Linked DNA regions of Mus musculus: regions 2 and 3 are each linked to region 1. The links are chromatin contacts, called in public Hi-C and HiChIP or PLAC-seq maps. All regions are on one chromosome and are shown on one strand. Each heading gives the region's core, a stretch centred on a gene start, on an enhancer-like site or on the middle of the called end of the contact. The rest is flanking DNA. Distances are from core to core; before and after follow the strand shown. Region 1 has its middle 32 kb from the start of S1pr1. Region 2 has its middle 72 kb from the start of A930005H10Rik. Region 3 holds the start of A930005H10Rik (RIKEN cDNA A930005H10 gene).

Region 1 (2,711 bases), core at 148-2,647:
TCAGGGCTTACACATTAAAACAATTCCCTTGTTGCCATCTCAAGCTGAGACCAAAAAAAAATGGAGCCTATGGGTCTCATTTGGCTAGTCATTGAATGTAAGCATCCCTGAAAGGGCTGTCTGAGTACACTAACCCAGGATCCTGGAAGCCATGATCATTAGTTCTTTGTTCCTGAAGTGGTATCTGGATGTTGTTACTGTGTCAAGCACTGTAATGTCCCTGGAGAAAATGTCTAGAAGGGAGAAAGAAGCAAGACTGGGCAGAGGGAGAAGGTGGATTATGGTGGTGGTATCACAGAGATGCCAGCCAGTCCTACATGGATCTTTGGCACCAGCATGGCCTCTCAGAATTGTCCTGAACTATCAAATCCTGAGTCTTCTTTCTACCAGCATTAGATGCAGGCTGCTCTTGGTGAAGAAATGTGATATAGGAGGAGAATGGGCTGGGGTTGATGGTACCTTCCCAATATCCCAGCTCTCAGGCTGAGGTGGAAGCATTGCGAGTTTGAGGTTGATCTTGGCTACCTAGTGATGACCTGTCTTTCAGAAAACAAAAGCTGGGGATGTCACTCAGTGTCAGAGTGTTTGCCTAGCATGTGAGAGGCCCTAGGTTCCATTCTCAGTACTAGAAACAAAATAAAACAAAACAAAAACAAACAAACAACAAAAAAAGCAAGCTAACGAAATGGGAAAAGAGAAAAGAAATGAAGTGGGAGAGGGAGATAGGGAGGAAAAGGGAAGAGAAGAGGCGAAAGAGAGGGTAGGAAAAGAAGGAAAGAAGAAGCAGGAAGGAGAGGAAGGAAAGGAAAGGAAAGGAAAGGAAAGGAAAGGAAAGGAAAGGAAAGGAAAGGAAAGGAAAGGAAAGGAAAGGAAAGGAAAGGAAAGGAAAGGAAGGAAAAGAAGAAAAGAGAGGGAAGAAAGGAAGAGTCGCTGTAAGCTGCGAATGATGAACCCCTCCAGCAGTTGGGAGATGCACACCTCATACTGAAAAGAACGTCTGGGTGATATGCGGGGTCACCACCAGGAGCATTCAGCTCATAGATGGTAATTCAAAGCATGGATATGAATGTGATTACTAAGAAGAAAATGCAGACAGTAGGGAAAAGAGGAAGTAGGGTGCCAGGGGGTGCATGCTTGTAGTCTCAGTTAGTTGAGAGCCTGCGACTCTCATGTGAGCCTAAGAGTTTGAGGCCAGACTGAGGGCCAAAAAAGGTCCCACTTCAGAAGAGAAGTGGTGCCTAGAGTTTAGAAGAGTTTAGAAGAGAAGTGGTGCCTAGAGTTTAGTAAGCGGCTGTTTGTAGCATTGCAGATCTATTTCCACCCCAAACCATCAGGGCACCAACCCGGTTCTCATCTCGTCTCATACACAGGAAGAGACAAGGTGGGGCTCTGCCAAGCTGACAACCACCGCTTGGCACAGTTGTTGTGGCTCCTCGCTGTCTTTTTCTTCCATTGACAGTCACGTGTGTCAGCCTTCAAACTGGTAAACAGGGGATGGGGCAAAAGGTCAAAGGGGGTCAGATCTCGATCTGAGCGCACTGGTGTGCGTGATCAGCTGTGTTTCCTCATTATAATCAGGAAATCCTGTCTCCCTTCAGTGGAGGCACATCTGGAGAGTCAGCAAGGGTGGGGAAGGGCAGGGGGGGAGGGAGGAAAAGGGGAAGAGGGTGGGGTCAGGTAGCAAGGAAGGGAGAGGCTCATCTCTCCTTTCTGGGCTCAAAATAAGCCTTCATTTCTTTAGTTCTTATACATGTACCTCTGCTCTCTGCTACACTTCTTTCCCCATTAGCCTCTGCTGTCTTTATAATTTCATTACTAGCTAAAGGGAATTTCACTGCATTTAAAGAGGAGGTAAGTGTACATGCTGAGCTGTAGGAGGCTGTCTCAAAAAAAAACGTTAAAAACTTAAAGTAATACTTTAAAGTATGAATACGTTTGTGTGCATGTCTGTATAATGTACATGTGCATTCAGATATGGTGGTGCACTGTTACAATCTCAGCAATTGAGAGGCCGAAGGAGGGAGATCATGAGTTGCAGACCAGCTTAGGCAACATGGGAAGAACCTGTCTCAAAGAAAGGGATGTGACTCAGTTGATATTCTACTTGCCTGACCTGTTTTATGCCTTGAGTCCAGTTCCGAATAGTTTATAAACCAGCAAGGTAAAAGCAGGGAGATCAGAAGTTCAAGGCTATCCTCAACTACATAGGCTATTTGGGGTTAGCCTGAAATACAAGAAACTGGCTTAAGAGAAACAGACATACAGTAACAACTACCCTAACTTTTAAATGGCCAACTTTTGCAAAGAGTTTATTGCATGTCGTTTATAATGTGAGCTCTGGTGTTGAAAATAAAGATTGAGTTGTTAATTTTAGATTTATTTATTTATTTATTTATTATATGTAACTACACTGTAGTTATCTTCAGACACACACTAGAAAAGTGCATCAAATCCCATTATAGATGCTTGTGAGCCACCATGTGGTTGCTGGGATTTGAACTCAGGACCACTGGAAGAACAGTCAGTTCTCTTAACTACTGAGCCATCTCTCTAGCCCCGAGTTGTTAATTTTAAATTGTAGCAGTAATTGGGTTTTTATTGCCTCTACCTCCAGAGTGCTAAGAATTAGGTGTTTGACAACCAAGCCTAGCTTATGTGGAGGTAAGAATTGAATTCAGAATTTTGTAGATACCAGGTGTGATGGTTTGTAT
Region 2 (2,700 bases), core at 47-2,546, 130 kb after region 1:
GTTTTGCCTGCATGTATGTATGTATGTATGTATGTATGTATGTATGTGTACCGCATAGTGCCCGAGGAAGTCAGAAGAAGGCATCAGATTCCTTGGAGTTAGGGGAATTGAACCCAGATCCTATGCCAGGCCCTGTGATGGCTCTAACAAGCTGAGCCATCTGTTTGTCTCTGATTACCTACTTTTTGTAACAAAATATGCATGTACGTGCATATTTAAATGACATAAGTCTAAGAAGCAGGAAATCTATAGAATGTAGAGAAGAGGGTAGAGCAGAATATGGTATTGGATTTAACATGAAATGCACATATGTATACACACACACACACACACACACACACACACACACACGCGTGCGCACACACTCACGCACACATGCACAGACACGAACATGTATGCGATGAGGAGGCAGCTAATCTTCTACACAATAGTCCACTGTAGTCCTCATAGTGTTACATGGGCATTTGGCATTTTGTGTTTCTAAGAGTTTTATTTTCTTTTTTAAGCTAAAAAAATAAATGATTGTCATGTGAGAGTAGACAGAGAACACATGGAGGCCAAACCAGGGACCTGAGCACTGCTCAGATCACAAAGAACATTTCATTTCCATCAGGAAGCCGAGAGAGGGACCTGTGTGCTGGCAGCTAAAAGCCCATTGGTGTTGAAGACTTCAGAACTCACAAATGACCAGGATGTGTCCTAACACTGTTGAGAGGCGGGCAAGCTTTGACTAAGCAGTTTCTTGAGTGCAAGGTCAGACTCTGAAATGAGGACGCCAAGAAGTGCTTCAGGCAGAGGACACTGGAGCACACTGTAATCTAAAGCTGGAGAGCCAGCACACTGATAAAAGCTGAGAACTCTGAGCGGAGAGAGTGTGACTGCTGCTTTGTCAAATACTTTTACATTTCTTTTTAAGAGAAACTAACACTGCATATCTAGACTTTTAAGTTTGATTGTAACTTACATACTTGTGTGCACTTTTTTACACTTGCTCACAGAATCATAGTCAAGGGCTTTTGGGAGTGATTTTTAATTCCAAACTTTGGCATTTTGAGACAATAACAGGAACCGGAAAGCAGTGGCTGGGCAGGCTGTCTGAGGTGTGACGCACATTACGGGGCCAACAGCTGTAGTGGGTGTTGCCTTGGGTCTTATAAAATGCAATCTTCTAATGCTGGATCAAACAACCTTGATAGTTCAAAGTGGCAGTAAACCACAACTAAATCCGTTAGCAGTAACACAACCCCGCCCGAAGGTGTGTGCCAGCACACTAGGAGAGAGCACCGTGGTGGTTTGTGCACACATCTCTTCACTATAGGAGCTAAACTGTCTCTCTACAAGTCCTCCAAACATGTACAAAATAAAGCTGTGGTTTTTCAACGTCTGTTTAGTTATTACTACGTGAATAATACAAGATAAACTTTCATCCTTTGTTTCCTTCCTCACCGTCAGTCAGAGACTGGCAACCTTCCCACGTGAGTAGGAAACACATGTTTAAGTGACCTCAGCCTAAAGCAGGAAGAGCCCAGCAAGTGCAGAGGAGGAGATGCGGGGACAAGGAAAGCTGAAATGCTTTCCACATCTAAGAGGACATGATTTTGACTCGATTTAAATTGTCATTTGGGACTGTATGTGGTGATGGTAGAAGGTGGTATACTTAATATAAATCAACCTTACTCACTGTTTTGTATACCAGAATAAGTTGCTGTCATGGCTCTCTTGTTGTCTACTAAACTGTATGACAATGTCTTTTGGCTTATCAGGGTGGCTCATGCCTTTAACCCAGCACTGGAGAGGCAGAAACAAGTGAGTTAGAGGCTACTCCAGGCTACATACTGAAACACTGTCTCAAATGATTTCTTTAAAGTCTTCTGCTAGTAATAACTGCCCAAATTTCCTGTCTGTTATGAAATATAATGCGGCAGCGATGAAGTAAGATGGTACCTGGTGGGCCCATGCCAAGGTGTCCCCCTGAGAATCATGCCATGTGACAGACCTAGTATAAAGGAAGTTTATTGTGGGGGAAGGGAAGAGAACAGGGACCTGGAGAAGGGGTAGAGGCAGAGAAAGGGGAGGGGAGTCAGATAAGGAGTGGCCAGCTGGGAACATGTGGGAGGGGAGAAAGGAGAAAGAGATATGTGTGTGTGTGTATGAGAGAGAGAGAGAGAGAGAGAGAGAGAGAGAGAGAGAGAGAGAGAGGGAGGGAGGTTAGTGTAGCAAGCACAATCCTTTATATGCTTTCTTTCAGCAGAGCAGGTAGTAATGGTAGAGGTGATGATGACTCAAGCTGTTGCTAGGTCGCTGTTGGGAGTAGTCTAGTGGAAGGGTCTGTAAGCCAACACTGCCGAGTATATTTGATAAGTATATGGATGAGATACTGAACATGTAATGAGATAAAGAAAAAGGTTTGGGAAGCATAAGATAGAGAAGGTTGTGGAGAGCCCTCGGTAAGATTTTTTGGGCATTAGATGTCACTTCTAAGACTGTAAATTTCTCCAGACATCCCTGTGCTTATGTGTGTTTCCACTGGCACACTTATCTTACTGCAGTTGTCTTTAATGGGACGATTTCTTTTTCTCACATTACGAGTGTTGTGAAAAACACAGACAAGATCTTTCTTAGAAAATCTTTTGTTCTAGAGATTAGCAAAATGATTGGCTAGCGGACTAAAGTTTATGAGAGAAGGAATGGCTGTATATG
Region 3 (2,700 bases), core at 12-2,511, 210 kb after region 1:
TAAACTCAGGTTGTCAGACTTGCGTGACAAGTTCCTTTACCAGCATCTTGATAGCCTTCCTTTGGTTTGTTTGCTCTGTTGACAAGTCTTTTGTCAAATTTCTGGTTTGCAAACATTTTCTCTCAGTGTACGACTTCAGTCTTTTGAAGGGAGTTTTTATTATTAAAGTATGACTTTTTTTCCTCTCTCTTTGCAACATGCCTTTTATAGCATACCTGAGAAATCTCTCCCTGGATAGGTCAGATTTTCTTTTCTTTTCTTTTTTTTTTTTCTTCTGTTATAATTTTAGGTCTTTCCATTTACACCATGATCTATTTTGAGGTGTATGTATTTTAATATGGTGCAAAGAATAAATCAATTTAGTGGGAACAGGGAGAATCAGGTCTTCGTGCACCCTTGGAGGAAAAGGCTAGACTTAAGAAAAATCTGAAAGGCCATTACATTGTGCCAAGAGAAGCAATGAACTGTCTTCCCAACTTGGATAAAGTTACCAGTGAATTTAGGAAGAGCATCTGCAGTGTAAACTTTTCGCTTACTGGAGCTGCGTGTAACCAATCTTTAAGAATCTCTGCAACAACCGCTGAGAGGTTTAAAGCACTTTCCTTTTTGTTATGCGCTTCCCGCCATAGAACTACTTTCTTTTTTAAAATTATCCTTTGGTTAGCATACTAAGTAATGGGCTTCATTATGGCATTTTTCATCCGTATATGTCATCACATTCGTATTTAGTCATCCCTTGAGCACTCTTAAAAGGTCACTCTCCACCGAGGGTGACTAAGGCAGATTCCCTTGAGGCATTCTGGTATCAGATCCCAGGGACAAACCCCTAGAAGGAGTCACAGCCCCCCCCCCCCCCCTGGGAACTTAACAACCACACTCAGCAGGGCAAGCCAACCTGTCCCCTCACCAGGGTGACTTCTGGTTAAATTGCGACAGATCTACAGAGCGGGAATTCAAAGCTGAGCAAACGCGGGGTCGGTCAGGGAAGTCCCTCCGGTTGTTCCTGCCAGTGTGCGTCTGGAGGGCGATTGGGAGCTATCGTCATCAGCCCGGACGCCCTTTGGGGATGTTTGAGTCCTGGCTTGCCGGGAGCGTGGGCACGCTGGGTCCTTTCCAGGCGCACAGCTGGACCCATTCCTGACCCTTGACCTCTGCCCGGGAGTCAGCGAGTCCTGGAGGGCCTTGCGGGGGGTATGCGATCGCTCTATAGCTCGTTCCTGGAGCGGTCTGTCATCTCCGCCTCCTGCCAGTCGTAAAGTGCTGTGAAGGGCTCTGCGCTTTACGGCGCCGTTAGGTGAGACCCGGAAGCTCTGTCTCTGATGGGCACATGGTTTGGGGACTGCAATTATTAAAAGGCTGCAGTGAGACTTTGAGGGACGTCAGCGAATCACCTCCGAGTCTCTAAGCGGGTAATCGGATCACACTTTTAAAAACAGTCATTCCATTATTTTCTAAGAGTATGCAGGAGTGTCGGACGCACGCAGGGTGCCACCTTGGTTTTTATGTTCATCCCTAGACTTTAGGTCCCCGGTGTTAGCTGACGTTTTTCTGTTGTTCACTTCGCTCTGCAGTCTCCCCATCCCTGGAGTTCGGAATGCTTTACTTGATCGGCTTGGGCCTGGGAGATGCCAAGGACATCACAGTCAAGGGCCTGGAAGTTGTGAGACGATGCAGTCGCGTGTATCTGGAAGCCTACACCTCAGTCCTGACTGTAGGGAAGGAAGCCCTGGTACGTGATTAAAGTCCCCAGGCCTCTGGGGAAGACATCTAGCTAGCGTCCGATTCTCCTACCCTAGACTGCACAGACTCTAAGCGTCTGCTTTTTTTTTTTTTTTTTAAGCCCCTGTAAAACACACACCCTGTCCATTAAGATCTACTTCATACTCAGTGACTTGGGAAATGAAACGGTAGTTTGTCCTACTTTACAAGTCTAATTTTGTGCCTTTCTCCAGTAAATAAAAAAAAAAAAGTTATTTTACACTCTTGGGGATAGTTATCAAATCCGTTATTTCATGAGCTAGCCAGACATCCTTTCCGAGTTGAGTGCTAATGAGGTGCTGACACAGGCTTAATGAGTTGCTTATACATTCAGCAAGCGATCTGAAAGCTTCCGTCTTTGAAGTAGTTCCATAGGGAACAGCGATCTCATTTTTTTTTGTCTGCAACATAGCCAAAGAGACCTTACATGTACTCTCCCAGGAAGGCTGTCATTCCCACATGTACATATAGAGTGACTAAGTAACCAGAGGATGTATTAGTGCATTATATACCTTAAACAGGGTAAATATGTAAATAATAGTTACAACAAGAAGGGTCAGTTTCTGCTTGATTGTCAAACTTAAAGTGAACCCTATATTGAGATAAGATGCTGATGTGTTGTTAGAGGAGGAGAGGAAGGTTTTTTTGTTTTGTTTTGTTTTTTTAAATTGTCAAGTCTTCCATATAAAAGTGTGGGCCAGAGAACTTCCGGTCATATCTCTCAGATTCACAACTCAGAATTTTGAAGGTTTCAGGGTTATGTTAAAAATCTTGAATCCTAAATAGGCTTCTTCTTAAGTTGGTCATGAATTAGAAAAAAAAAAAAAAAAGTAGTGTTTAATGGTCAGTTTGACTTGCTGGCCACACTTGTCGGTGTTTATACTTACTTCAAGATGATAGAAATATGTCTTGGATCAGTGATCAGAAACTATAATGGACCTA

What was found. Hi-C and Micro-C count contacts between places; a contact is called where the count stands out from the background. HiChIP or PLAC-seq counts read pairs in DNA pulled down with a chosen protein or histone mark.
Region 2: a contact with region 1 is called in a Hi-C map of effector CD8 T cells, with 2.6 times the contacts expected there. The contact joins two enhancer-like sites. A contact is called at or near these places in 11 of 484 Hi-C or Micro-C datasets (CD4 T cells, CD8 T cells, LSK cells and 5 more) and 11 of 115 datasets of contacts at active chromatin or transcription factors (CD4 single positive thymocytes, CD8 T cells, the HPC-7 cell line and 6 more).
Region 3: an H3K4me3 HiChIP or PLAC-seq map of the SCID.adh cell line shows a contact between it and region 1, with 26 read pairs. The contact joins the promoter of A930005H10Rik here to the enhancer-like site in region 1. A contact is called at or near these places in 8 of 39 promoter capture datasets (the C10 cell line, the HPC-7 cell line, cranial neural crest and 5 more), 3 of 15 datasets of contacts at CTCF or cohesin (CD8 T cells, the NIH/3T3 cell line and large pre-B cells), 7 of 484 Hi-C or Micro-C datasets (B cells, CD8 T cells, DN3 thymocytes and 4 more), 38 of 115 datasets of contacts at active chromatin or transcription factors (the 230-238 cell line, CD8 T cells, the SCID.adh cell line and 24 more) and 6 of 9 other capture datasets (adipose tissue, bone marrow-derived macrophages, embryonic stem cells and 3 more).

The regions. Positions count from the first base shown.
Region 1 is chr3:115,681,419-115,684,129 of GRCm38.p6, forward strand. No RefSeq gene overlaps it. Among named protein-coding and RNA genes, the nearest start is that of S1pr1, 32 kb to the right of the region's middle. Within about 2 kb of position 1,398, at least 115 of the 459 cell types and tissues checked have an H3K27ac peak or open chromatin away from gene starts, as enhancers often do. A contact at or near this core is called in the 230-238 cell line, B cells, CD4 single positive thymocytes and 19 more, where this site is marked.
Region 2 is chr3:115,814,580-115,817,279 of GRCm38.p6, forward strand. No RefSeq gene overlaps it. Among named protein-coding and RNA genes, the nearest start is that of A930005H10Rik, 72 kb to the right of the region's middle. Within about 2 kb of position 1,297, at least 145 of the 459 cell types and tissues checked have an H3K27ac peak or open chromatin away from gene starts, as enhancers often do. A contact at or near this core is called in CD4 single positive thymocytes, CD8 T cells, the HPC-7 cell line and 5 more, where this site is marked.
Region 3 is chr3:115,886,869-115,889,568 of GRCm38.p6, forward strand. A930005H10Rik (RIKEN cDNA A930005H10 gene) reads right to left here and starts at 1,262. Exons shown (of 2, transcript NR_015487.1): 1 at 896-1,262. Dph5 (diphthamide biosynthesis 5) reads left to right here and starts at 1,315. Exons shown (of 8, transcript NM_027193.2): 1 at 1,315-1,409; 2 at 1,572-1,729. The coding sequence starts at 1,595.